Regions from separate parts of the Rattus norvegicus genome. Here region 1 is linked to region 2. Evidence: chromatin contacts called from public Hi-C data. All regions are on one chromosome and are shown on one strand. Each heading gives the region's core, a stretch centred on a gene start, on an enhancer-like site or on the middle of the called end of the contact. The rest is flanking DNA. Distances are from core to core; before and after follow the strand shown. Region 1 holds the start of Gtf2a1 (general transcription factor 2A subunit 1). Region 2 overlaps Tshr (thyroid stimulating hormone receptor).

The links. Hi-C and Micro-C count contacts between places; a contact is called where the count stands out from the background.
Region 1: a Hi-C map of liver shows a contact between it and region 2, with 5 times the contacts expected there. The contact joins the promoter of Gtf2a1 here to the enhancer-like site in region 2. A contact is called at or near these places in 2 of 12 Hi-C or Micro-C datasets (kidney and liver).

Annotation. Positions count from the first base shown.
Region 1 is chr6:116,249,776-116,255,254 of GRCr8, forward strand. Gtf2a1 (general transcription factor 2A subunit 1) reads right to left here and starts at 2,445. Exons shown (of 9, transcript NM_022208.2): 1 at 1,973-2,445. The coding sequence starts at 2,002.
Region 2 is chr6:116,147,985-116,153,734 of GRCr8, forward strand. All of the region lies in intron 1 of Tshr (thyroid stimulating hormone receptor), which reads left to right. Among named protein-coding and RNA genes, the nearest start is that of Tshr, 79 kb to the left of the region's middle. Within about 2 kb of position 2,652, at least 2 of the 93 cell types and tissues checked have an H3K27ac peak or open chromatin away from gene starts, as enhancers often do. A contact at or near this core is called in liver, where this site is marked.

The sequences.
Region 1 (5,479 bases), core at 1,195-3,694, 100 kb after region 2:
GACCAGAAGTTTCAATATTTTTTAAATCAGTCACCATAAAAGAAATTCCAACACTGAGACACAAAATTTCGTTCTCTTGCTACTATTCAATCATTCAGCAACTAGCCAATAACTTAACCAATTCAGAAGCACTATTACTGAAGGAAAAAGGAAAATGCTAAACTTCACTCGAAGTGGCTTTTGTCTTTATTGAATACAAGGTCATTTAATAAATCTGTCCTTTTAAAACACATTTTCCAAACTTTGAAACTGGCAAATTGGAGACTGCATGTAGCATTATTGGAAGGTTCCTTTTAGAGGTTGCTAATTTTTTGGCACAATATTTGGTAACCTGGGTGGGTTTGACCATGTTAGCTTCTGGTAAAATTAAAACCATTACTTAATCTTTAATTCTTAAAATTCAGTTTAGGCTGTACCTCTTTCTTCACTTAACTCTACATACACATCAATGGATTGTGAGCACAGAAGCTTCAGTCACCGCGAAAAGCTTCATGCCTTGAGTATTAAGAAAACACTACCAAACTCAAGTCCTCTTTGGGGAAACATTTAACGTACAACGCCATTTTTTTTAAAGCCGAGAATGTTGACAGTATCTCTTCCAAGAAAAAGAAAATCATCCTATCTGATCTAAAACGATTTAAAATTAAACTGTATAAAGGGAAGGAAAAAAGAACAAAACGAGGCTGCAATTCTGGCCTACTTCCCACTACAAACAAAGGCAGTACACTCTAGCTGCCACAGCAAAAACACACTCGGGTCCGTGACAACAGCCTCCTGGCTCCGGAGCGAAATTTCGGCGTGAAGGGAGCGTAGAAATAAACTGAACTCCGCACGCCGGCGCCTCTCGCCTCGGGAGCACGCACCTCCCAGCCCCGCGCTCTGCAGCTCTCACTATTTAAAGCCGGATCTGGTGTTTAAATGGAGAGGCGGTGACGTAGGCCTGAAAAGCACCTTCCCATCCTGGCAGAGTCTATATTAGAGAGCGGCAATGGCTCTATATAAACAGGGCAGCCAAAGGGAGGAGGACCACAAGGCGCAGGCACTGAAAAGCAGGGTAAGCGGCCGCAGCCATGATGGATCGACCCGAGTCGCCAACGGTACAGTGTCGGGCGGCCGCAGGCTGTTCTGCGGCGTTTGGGACCGGGCAAAAAACCCAAGAAAACAAACAAAAAAACAAAACAAAAAAATGTGTTTTATTGTAACAATAAAAAAAAAAGGATCAAGAGTTGGGGTGGCCTAGTGATCACATTGCGTTGGTGACTCTTTTTAAAAGGTTATTTTTATGTGACTGCTTTTTGCAAACCTACGTGATCGCAAGTAACCAAAAAAGGGAGCAGCGGGAAGTAGGCAAATATCAAGGCGAAAGCGGGGGACTCTTGGGCCACTCACTGTAGGCTTTGTTTGTTCTGGTGCTTTTGCTAGTCGAGGATACCGCGGGGGTTTTGCTTCCCCTTCGCCATTTTATCCACTGGGGAGGAACCGAGATAAGTGCTTTCCAACCTTCATCTTTTTTGTCTCTTTTTTTTTTTTTCCTTTCGGAGGATTAGTAAAATCGGCCCCAGCGGAGGCTTCCCAAAGCACCACCTCCAGAGAGCCCCCGAAGGCACGCCCGGCCTTGGCGACGTCCAAGAGGCTCCCCAAACGCGGGGCTCGACCCGCGGACGCTCGGGAGGCTGGCCGGGTCCGGGTCCCGCGTGGGGCCGCCACCCTCCTGCCTGCGCCCCGGGGTCGGCAGCCAGGGCCCAACGGCCTGCGTGGCCCGCCCCGCGGCGCTCCCGGCCTCGCCGCCCTCCGCCCGCCAGCCCGCGGCGCCCCCCCGCCCGGCCAGGCCCGCGGCGGGCAGCGGTGGTGGAGGGCGGAGGGGACCGGGTCGGGAGCGCCGCCTCGCCCGGGCCCGCCCCCGCCCGCCCCGGCCGTTGCCTGCCGCCGGAACCTTTCGCAGCCCCCGCCGGCCACCGCACCACGTCCTTACCACGGTGTTTGTGTTTGCCGAGTTCGCCATTTCCACACACAACACAAACAAGAGAGAACGAGATATTAAAAAAAAAAAAAGAAAAAGAAAAAGAAAAAAAAACTGAGACCCGGAGGGTGACCCAAGTCACCCGCAAGAGTGGGGCAAAAATTTCTCAACAAAACCGATCCAGAAGGAGTAAGAGGCGGGAGACCAGGAGGAGGGGGGCACTCCTCCCGCAGCTAAAAACCTCGAGAATCGCCTAAAGGAAAAAAAAGGGAAAAAAAAATAAGCCACGACCCCTTAGGGGGTTAGGGGGCGTCACCCGCTCCCCCACTCGGCGCCGAGGAGGGAAACCAACACCGGTCACCGCTCCCCGCGCCACCGCTGCCGCCACCGGCTGCAGCTCCAGCCGTCCGGTCCGCCTGCTTCTCCCCTTTATATAGCGAGCCAACAAGCTGCGCGAGCCGCCGCCGTCGCTGCCGCCGAGAGACAGGGCGGAGGGAGGGAGGGGCGGAAAGGGCGGGGGCAGCGGGGGGCGGGGCCGAGCGCGAGACACCGCGAGAACCGCGTGCGCACGCGCGCCGGGGCGTCGCCAGGCCCTGGGTGGGCGGGGCCGCGGAGCTGGAGTAAAAGAAGGCGCGCCGCCGCCTTTTCCAAGTCTCGCGTGATCACGTGGTCGGGGGCGGGGGAGCCCTAGCGGAAGCGTTTCGCGGCGGTGGTCCCGGCGCGTTGGCGGGTTGGCCAGGAGGCGTCACTGGACGAGGCTGGTTTATTTAGGGAACCCAGAGTTCGTGGCTACCTAGCAGGGCATCGGGTGGAGCGGAGAAGTGGAGTAGCGGTGGAGGCTACGGGCTCTCCGGAGGATGGCTGCGTACGGACGGCGCGTCACGTGGCGCGGCTTCCGGCTCCCGCGCGCTGGGGCTTGGGACAGTTTTAAATGCGGAGTCATCTTTTGATTCGTAGAGCTTAGGTCGGGCGAGGAGGAAGTTCGCGCCTTTTGCAAAGGATAGACCTCGTGAAGTTGTGTATAAGTCTAAAGGAGAGGAGAGGAGAGGAAAGCTTTGTGCTCGCTGTATGTACCTTACAGAATTAGGAAAGCCTGTGTTCTCAGCTGTTTGTCTCTACAGATTTAGACTACAAGGTGGTTTGGCTAAAATACCCCCGAAGAATCAGCCTCTACCAACTCACAGAACCTTTAAATGACTTCTTAGGGTGGAGAAGAAAAAAACTTGGATACAACTACCAGATTGGGATACACTAATTACTGCTTTTGTTTTTTAATGTTACCAAAGTGCTGTGATTGCACACAGTGACTAACCATATCTGAAACTTAGGCCCATGACTCACCAACTTGCCAGGCCTGTCACAAGAGATCAGGCAGAGTTCGTCGGTGTCTTAGAATGCAATTCATTGGGAATTTGACCTGTGACGTCCAAGCAAATCCCGCCTTTGTATCAATATTTCAGGAAACAGACTCCTGTTCGGTTGGCAGAATTTAACACTGCCACTTTTCCTGGTCCTAGGAATTTGGGGACAAATAAAGTGTAATGTGGACGTGGGAATTTTATATTCAAAAGGCAACCAAACAACGTCATTCTGTGCCAATGAAGCCAAGTAATAATGGAATATCAAAGACCAGTAGGGCAAGGAAAGATTACAGACTGCTATCACCTCAGGGAAGGGATCAGAGAAGACAGGGGCCGTGCATGCTGAGAAGCTGGGCATAATACCATTCTTGAGAGGTTTTTTTGTTTTGTTTTTAGCACAGGATTTCTCTGTGTATCCCTTGCTTTCCTGTAACTCCGAGATCTGCCCACCTCTGCTTTCACAGTGCACGCCACCTCACTTGCCTCTAGGATTTCTTCAACATTAGCTTCATTCTCTTCTTTAACTTCTTTTTTTAATTTTCTCTTTTTTGTTTCTTTGAGTCGGGTTCTGTAAATTTCAGGACTGCATAGAAACCCTGTAGACCTAGCTGGCCTTGAACTCACAGAGATCTGCCTCCCTCTGCCCTCTGGTGCTGGGAATAAAGGCTTGTGCCACACTACCTCTGAACCACTAAATACACCCTGCACAGGTGTGTCTGGTCTGGAGCACTAGAAAATAACTCACAGGGCATAAGTATTTGAAATTGTGATCCAGTCTACATTTTTAACTTTTTTTTTTAATACTTAGCTTACAATTGTCGTGAGAAACGAGGATCAGGTGTTTCTGCCATCAGTTAAAGACCACTGAAGACAGAACTCAGAAGAATCTATAAACTTTCCTCTCTACAGAATTAATCTTCAGAGGGGATTGATTGGATCTTTGTTGTTAGGTCCGACTTGTGAAATGGGTGTTGTTAATTGGATTTTTTTAAAAGAATTCCTTGAGGAGCTTAAGAGATGGCTCAGCAGTTAGAAGTGATTGCTGCTCTTCCTGAGAACATCACTTCAGGAGACTCAAGCAGCACGGCCCAGCTCATGAAGAACTTGAACACACGAGTGCCGGGATATACACATATATACACAACTGGAAAAATAATCCAATCAGACTACTGGAGGCTCTTTCCATATCTTTAATGTCTAGATTGCAGCAATGCCTCACACATACTGTTCCCCTGTCCAGTGCCCACCCGCCTCTAAGAAACCACCATGGACTCCGTTACAGTGCATTGTTCCTACTTCTTCAATTAGCTGTAGTACCCCTTCAGTCACAAACCAGCTTCAGATATTTTCTGCTCTTGTATCAAAATTCTGAAAAACTTAATGTTTAGCTTCCAAGACAAGGTTGTCCAGAAAACAAACAAAACTGCATCATACTTACATTATTTTTAACCGACCCTCCTTCCTTCTAAAGCTTGAATGACTTATAATTTTAATAGCTCTTTGTATGAAACATACTGGATTTCCAATTTTGAGTTTATAGTTTTAATGTATGTAGACACATAATAGTGCCTTTTTTTTTGTAATGAGTATCTTTCTCTAACTTCAAAATCTTTTATATAGGCAGATAAAAATATCTGTATAAGCCAGGGATGGTAGGCACACCTTTGATCTCCGGCAGAGGCAAGAGGATCTCTGTGAGTTCCAGGATGGCCAAAAGTACGTAGAGAGATCCTGTCTCAAAAGGAAGAGCAACAAAAAAGCCCTGTATATTCTGGAGACCAACACCTCCATGATGATGCCCAAATGGTTAAAATGATCCTTACCTAGTCTACAGATTGAAATGCTCAACTCTTGTCAACATGGGAGAGAAGAGATCCATATTTAAGAAAATAGAGTAGAAACAAAATTCTCCAGTTTTGTGTCTTAAGAATCACGATGAGCTGACTGAAGTGAACCTAGCAGCAACAAGTACACGTAGTACCTAGGTTGTGTGTGTTATTTCAGGTCCGTTGCTTTTGAGACGTTTCTGTTTTCGAATTCTAAGCCACAAGCAGGAAAAGCCTTCCTTAAAACACGAACAAAACCTGAATTTTTTATTTTATAAAATACCTAGAAGAGCCTCAAAACTGACCAATCCAGTAACTTGAAGTAACACTTA
Region 2 (5,750 bases), core at 1,402-3,901:
CCTCAATATATGTTTATTTCACTTATTTTGCCATAGCTATTCTGAGTACCTGAAGACAAGGCTACTTTTGAAAAGCTGCCTTTAGACGAGGAAGACAGCTCAGTTGGCAATTTGCTATGGAAACATGAACACCTGAGTTCAATTACCAGAACCCACATTTTTTTTTCAAAAAAAAAAAAACACCCAAAATGTAGTCCTTGTTAGTCAGCTCTGAGGAAATACAGAGAAGTGGGTCCCTAAGACTCATTGACCATCTAGCCTAGCTTGCTGGCCAATTCCAGACCAGTGAAAGGCCCTGTGGTTATACACACATGGGCACAAACACACACACAGACACAGACACACACAGACACAGACACACACACACACACACACACACATACACACACACACACACACACACACGCACATGAGAGAGAGAGAGAGTACTGCTCATTTGCAAAAGAAACTTGCCACACTTACATCAGTGAAACAACAACAGATATAAGCAAAGACTTACTCTTGAGGCCCCCCTAACTGCCTAGCATCTCACTGGATTATTAGAGATCACATCTGGTCCAAATACAGGTCATTACCCACTACCAGGCACTCTGTGAGCGGCTACTGGAGACTTCATCAGTGTTAGGAGACACCTTCCTTCACCTTCCCATAACATCTGGCCTCGTGCCTCCAACCCTCTGTCTCTGTCTTGCTAATGTTTGCATGTTAGTGACTTTGTGTGCCTTTCCCCTCACAGTCTTCCTCCTGCCAATTTATTTCATAGATGAGGACTTCTGCATCTTCTGAAAGAATACAACTCCACGGCTTCTCAACATTAAACATGAGTTCCTTTCTATCAAATACTACAAAACGTGTGTTTCAAACACAAGGCACGAGTGTCTTGGTTACTATTCCACTGCTGTGATAAGGTACCAGGCCCAAGGCAATCTCTAAAAGAAAGCTTTACTTGGGGCTAAAAGTTTCAGAGGGTTGGTGTCCACGGCCAGGAACATGGCAGTAGGCAAGCAGGCGTGGTGGTAGAGCGGTAGCTGAGAACTTATATCTTGAGAGCCAATCACCAGGTAGAGAGAGATAGCCAACTGAGAATGGCCCAGATCTCTGGGAACCTCAAAGCCTGCCTCCTGTGACATACCTCCTCCAATGTGGCCACACTTCCTGATCCATCAGAAACAGTGACGCCAACCTGGGAGCCAATCATTCAGACACATGGCATCTGGGGCCTTTACCATTCAAACCATCATAACAAGGAATTCAAATCTTTTTGTTTTTCTCTCCCCCAATTTATAAGACTTTTATGCAAATGTTTCATGCTCCCCCCACCTCCCCAGCCCTGCAAAACCCTTTGTTTATACAGGCTCTGCTCTTTGTTTATATAGACTCTGCTCTGTTCTAGGATTAAAGTGATTAGCCCCTTCCCCCTTCGTTTTCTTTGCACTATTTCTTTTAAAACTGACCAATCTCAAAAGAATATGAGGTCAGATTCCAGCCGAATGGGAAAAAGACACAGTCACCACCTTCGATAGAAATAAAATCCAAGTTCACTTCCTGTGTGCTTGCTCTTTTGTGAGCAGCACACACCCTTTTGATCAAAAGTAGTTTTGCCTCGTGGTGACACTTCAATTGGGATGGTAGTCGTGTGTATGTGTGTGTGTGTGTGTGTGTGTGTGTGTGTGTGTGTGTGTGTGTGTGTATGCGTCTGTGTGTGTGTGTCTGTGTGTCTGTGTGTGTCTATGTGTGTGTGTCTCTGTGTATGTCTGTGCGTGTGTCTGTGTCTGTGTGTATGTGTATATGTGTGTCTGTGTGTCTGTGTGTATGTGTATATGTGTGTCTGTGTGTCTGTGTGTGTGTCTGTGTGTGTCTGTGTCTGTGTGTCTGTGTGTCTGTGTGTCTGTGTTTGTGTCTACGTGTCTATGTGTGTGTCTGTCTCTGTGTGTCTCTCTGTGTGTCTCTCTGTGTGTCTGTGTGTCTCTCTGTATGTCTGTGTGTCTCTGTGTATGTGTCTGCGTGTGTGTCTGTGTTTGTGTCTGTGTGTCTGTGTGTGTGTGAGATCCTAAACACCTATCTTCCATAAGAAACAAGATGTTAGAATACTAATGTTTTTTATATGCTAAGGACTTTTCAGTGAAACAAGCCTAGGTGTGAGATTACTATGAACAATCTAACTGCACAGACCTTTCTTATTTGGGACATAGAGACAAGTCACCTGTCTCTACTAGCAAAGTCAGATTTCCTTCTTCTAGAGCTGGAGCAAAAACAAAAGGACCATTTTAAACTGTAGCCTATTCTGCAAAATCTACAGATCAATCCGTGTCATTTTCCATTTCTTTCTGTTTCTGCATTTTATCTACAAGATGCAGATATTTGAGAAGTATAAACCTTGCCCCCCAGCCCTCCCCCAGAAACACACCCATCAGTTTAAACTCATAAACACAAAGGTAAAAAGGCTTTTGTGGCCATTAGGAATCATTGACTCGGGACTGGCGGGTCCAGATACCTCTGAATTAGTGTTTCCAAGAAGGCAGGGAAGATAAACTGAACATAGACAAGAGATTTAAAAGCTCTTGATATACATTTTGAGCCTCTGGGTACAACATATTTGTAGTTCTGGTCACTTCAAATATTTGGGACCAGAGGGCTGTGACCAAAGTTCAAACTCCAAGTGGATCAAAAGTCTTGCCTCTGGAAGTTCCAATAAGTCAGGCTTGGCCAGCTGTCCCCAGCATAGCAAATAGTCAAAAATAGTAATGGAAAAAAAGATTTAGTCAATGTGGCTACATTAGAGAAGGGAACCTGTAAAGGGGTTCAGCAACCCCAAACCCATCTTTGAGGCACCAACATGAGCCTCATGAAAACATTGGTTCTGCAAGATGGGGTGAAGAACTCCTTATCCTTAGAGGGGCTCAGTGTGGTTCCCTGAAGGTGGTTAGTCCTACTCAGGGGTGAGCCTCACTGTGGTGGATAACTACCCTACTTTAGGAGGGTGATTTGTCTTGTGAAGACAACAGTGACTCTGATTATTTTCAACCCTTGTCCTGAAATAGGACGTCATGTGAGGAGGGCAGAACAAACTTCCCTCAACCTGGAGCTGGGAGATGGAAGGATTAATCCATTACTGTGGCCACTGTCCTGGGTAAGGCTCACAAGGAACTAGGTGATAAGTCAGTGTCCCCTATGACCCAGTCTTAGGGCACTCACTTTATAGTCATAAGTGAAAGATTGTATATGGTGTGTTCAGTAAGTTCATGGGCTTGGCTTTCTGTTATGTGTTCCCTGTGTACTTCCACATATGAAAAGGGGTAATTTTTTTTTTTGCTTGTGTGAATAACTTAGCAGCCTGTGCCTCATGATTCATTCTGGAGGTCACTGTTTATCTGCACAATCGGGAGGCACAGTCACCTTACCTCTGCATTTGCAAAGTGGAGGCAGGGCAAGAGCAACTGTCCCACAGTACGGAGGACTTAGGGCAGGACAGTAACTTAGAACAGGGCACAGCTTTTTCTCTGGTCTTGTCTCATTAAAAGAAAAACCATAATCTGAGATCTTCATGGAGATTGTAGCTTCATGGTTTTAAGAGATACAGACGCCTGCCTAAGCATCAGGAGGTACTCAATCCTCTCAGTGTTTGTTGGAGTTCGTCAGACCAAGCATATTTTTCAAGTTAGAAAAGAGAGCAGAGGGTATGCAAACATGGGATGACCGTTTACACTAAGAGTAAAGGTAAATGAATCTGAACCTGGATTTCAGATGCCCTTTTGCATTTTGTCTACACCTCGCTATGAATAAACACAGCAAAAAACCTGTCAGTTAGACTGCGATTGAAATCCAGTGCATGTGATCGTTTCTCATTCTGACACTTCACTTGCTATCGAAGTCAGTCTGTGTTATGATCATCACTACATTAAATTCAACCAACGAGTAGGCTAATGATTTTCATCTTATGCTAAGATGGCTGGCACCCCTCTCTTCATTCTCCTAGAAGAGTTATTGGACATGCTTTATGGTTACTAAGACAGCTGCTCTTAAATCTATAACGTGTGCTGGTGTGTGGATACATGATGGGTGTTCGTAAAGCAGTGATTCAGACAGAAACAGATAGAGGAGGACAGATAGACACACAGAGGAAGCATAACATGTTCAGATTCAAGGTTCATATAAGGTTTTTGTGTTTGAGAAAAGAAAGACTTTAAGAAACAGGAATTATGGGTCTGGAGAGATGGATCATCTGTTAAGAGCACTGGCTGCTCTTGCAAAGGACCCAGGTTCAGTTCCCAACACCCACATGGCAGCTTACAACCATCTGTGACTCCAGTTCCAGGGGATCTAATACACTCTCAGGCTTCAACAGGCTCCTGCATACACATGGTGCACACAAACTCACAGTCACAGACATATAATATTCTCTTTCCCTCCCTCCCTCCCTCCCTCCCTCCCTCCAGGAAAGCGTATAAACACTATTTGAGTCTTAATTGAAAAATATATTAAATTTTATTCATATGCTATTTCTGCTCCTCATCTGCTAGAAGCCACTTCAATCTTATTCTAACTTCCTATTTAATTTGACACATACTATTTACTTTTTTGAAAATCTAATTTTGTACTATTACTATTTTGAGGCAGATCTCTATGTACCCCAGGCTAGACTGAAACTCAGACTTGTCCTACCCCCAACTCCCTGAGTATCAGAATTATAAGCGCACACCACCAACCCTGACTTGTTTCTCTCCTTTGAATAAGGCCAAGTGCCCTAATTTATAGTCAGTGAAAGACGCACTTGAGGTCCATATCACCCGCACGCAATGTGCAGTGTTATAAAAAGTGTACTCTGAGACAAATGTTTCCCCAGGACAAGTCTGTAAGACCACCTCTGGATTCAGGAAACTCGAGCTCTTTTCAGAATACCCAACAGGTGCACTTATTATCCCTCGTTTTCCTTCTGCGGGGCCTCGTTTTCACACACAGATTTTAGTAGAACGAGTTGTTCTCTTAGCATGTGAACTCCAGAATCCTGGATCCACATCAATAAGCTTTTAATCAGCCCAGTTAAGGGGCTGTAACTTCAAGTGAAGACGACTTATGAGATCTGAATTTCTTTTCTTTTTTTTTTAATTTGATAATAAAATCCACATTATTGTAAGGAACACACAAATAAAGACACCACACAGCTAAATTGAGGCAGCCACTCAAACAGTGAATCTCCTAGTATTAATATTAGGCGATTGGACAGCATTGGACTTCATGGTCCAATACTCAGAGGTTGTAAAGGGGTTAAAAATCTACCTCTTTCACTTACCTGCCCTCTATTTGACAAAAATCTTTAGTCCTTTCACAAACTTGGCCTGCCGGTGTTTTGACTAAGTATGTTACAGATAATTTTCAAGTCCTGCCATATAAACAGTTCAGTGAAAGCCTAGATAGAAAAAGGGAGGAAGAAGAGAAGGAAGAAGAGGAGGAGGAGGAGGAGGAGGTGAAGAAAACAGAGAAGAAATGAAGATTGTAGGGAAATAACCTAGCAATATATATGAATCCTGTTTGTAGATAAGGTAGTAGGTAACTGATCCGTTATTTCCAGTATTCAAGGGGCAAACCCAGATGCAGAGGAAGATGAGTAAGGGGACACAGATTTGCCCTTTTGCAAAATGGGTTGGGACCCTGGGGCATAGCTTTTCTATGCAGGATTCTGCTCAAGTTATCACTATACAAAGGGGAAGTCAAAAATTGGAAGGCCTAGATGAATCATAATCAGAATGGAA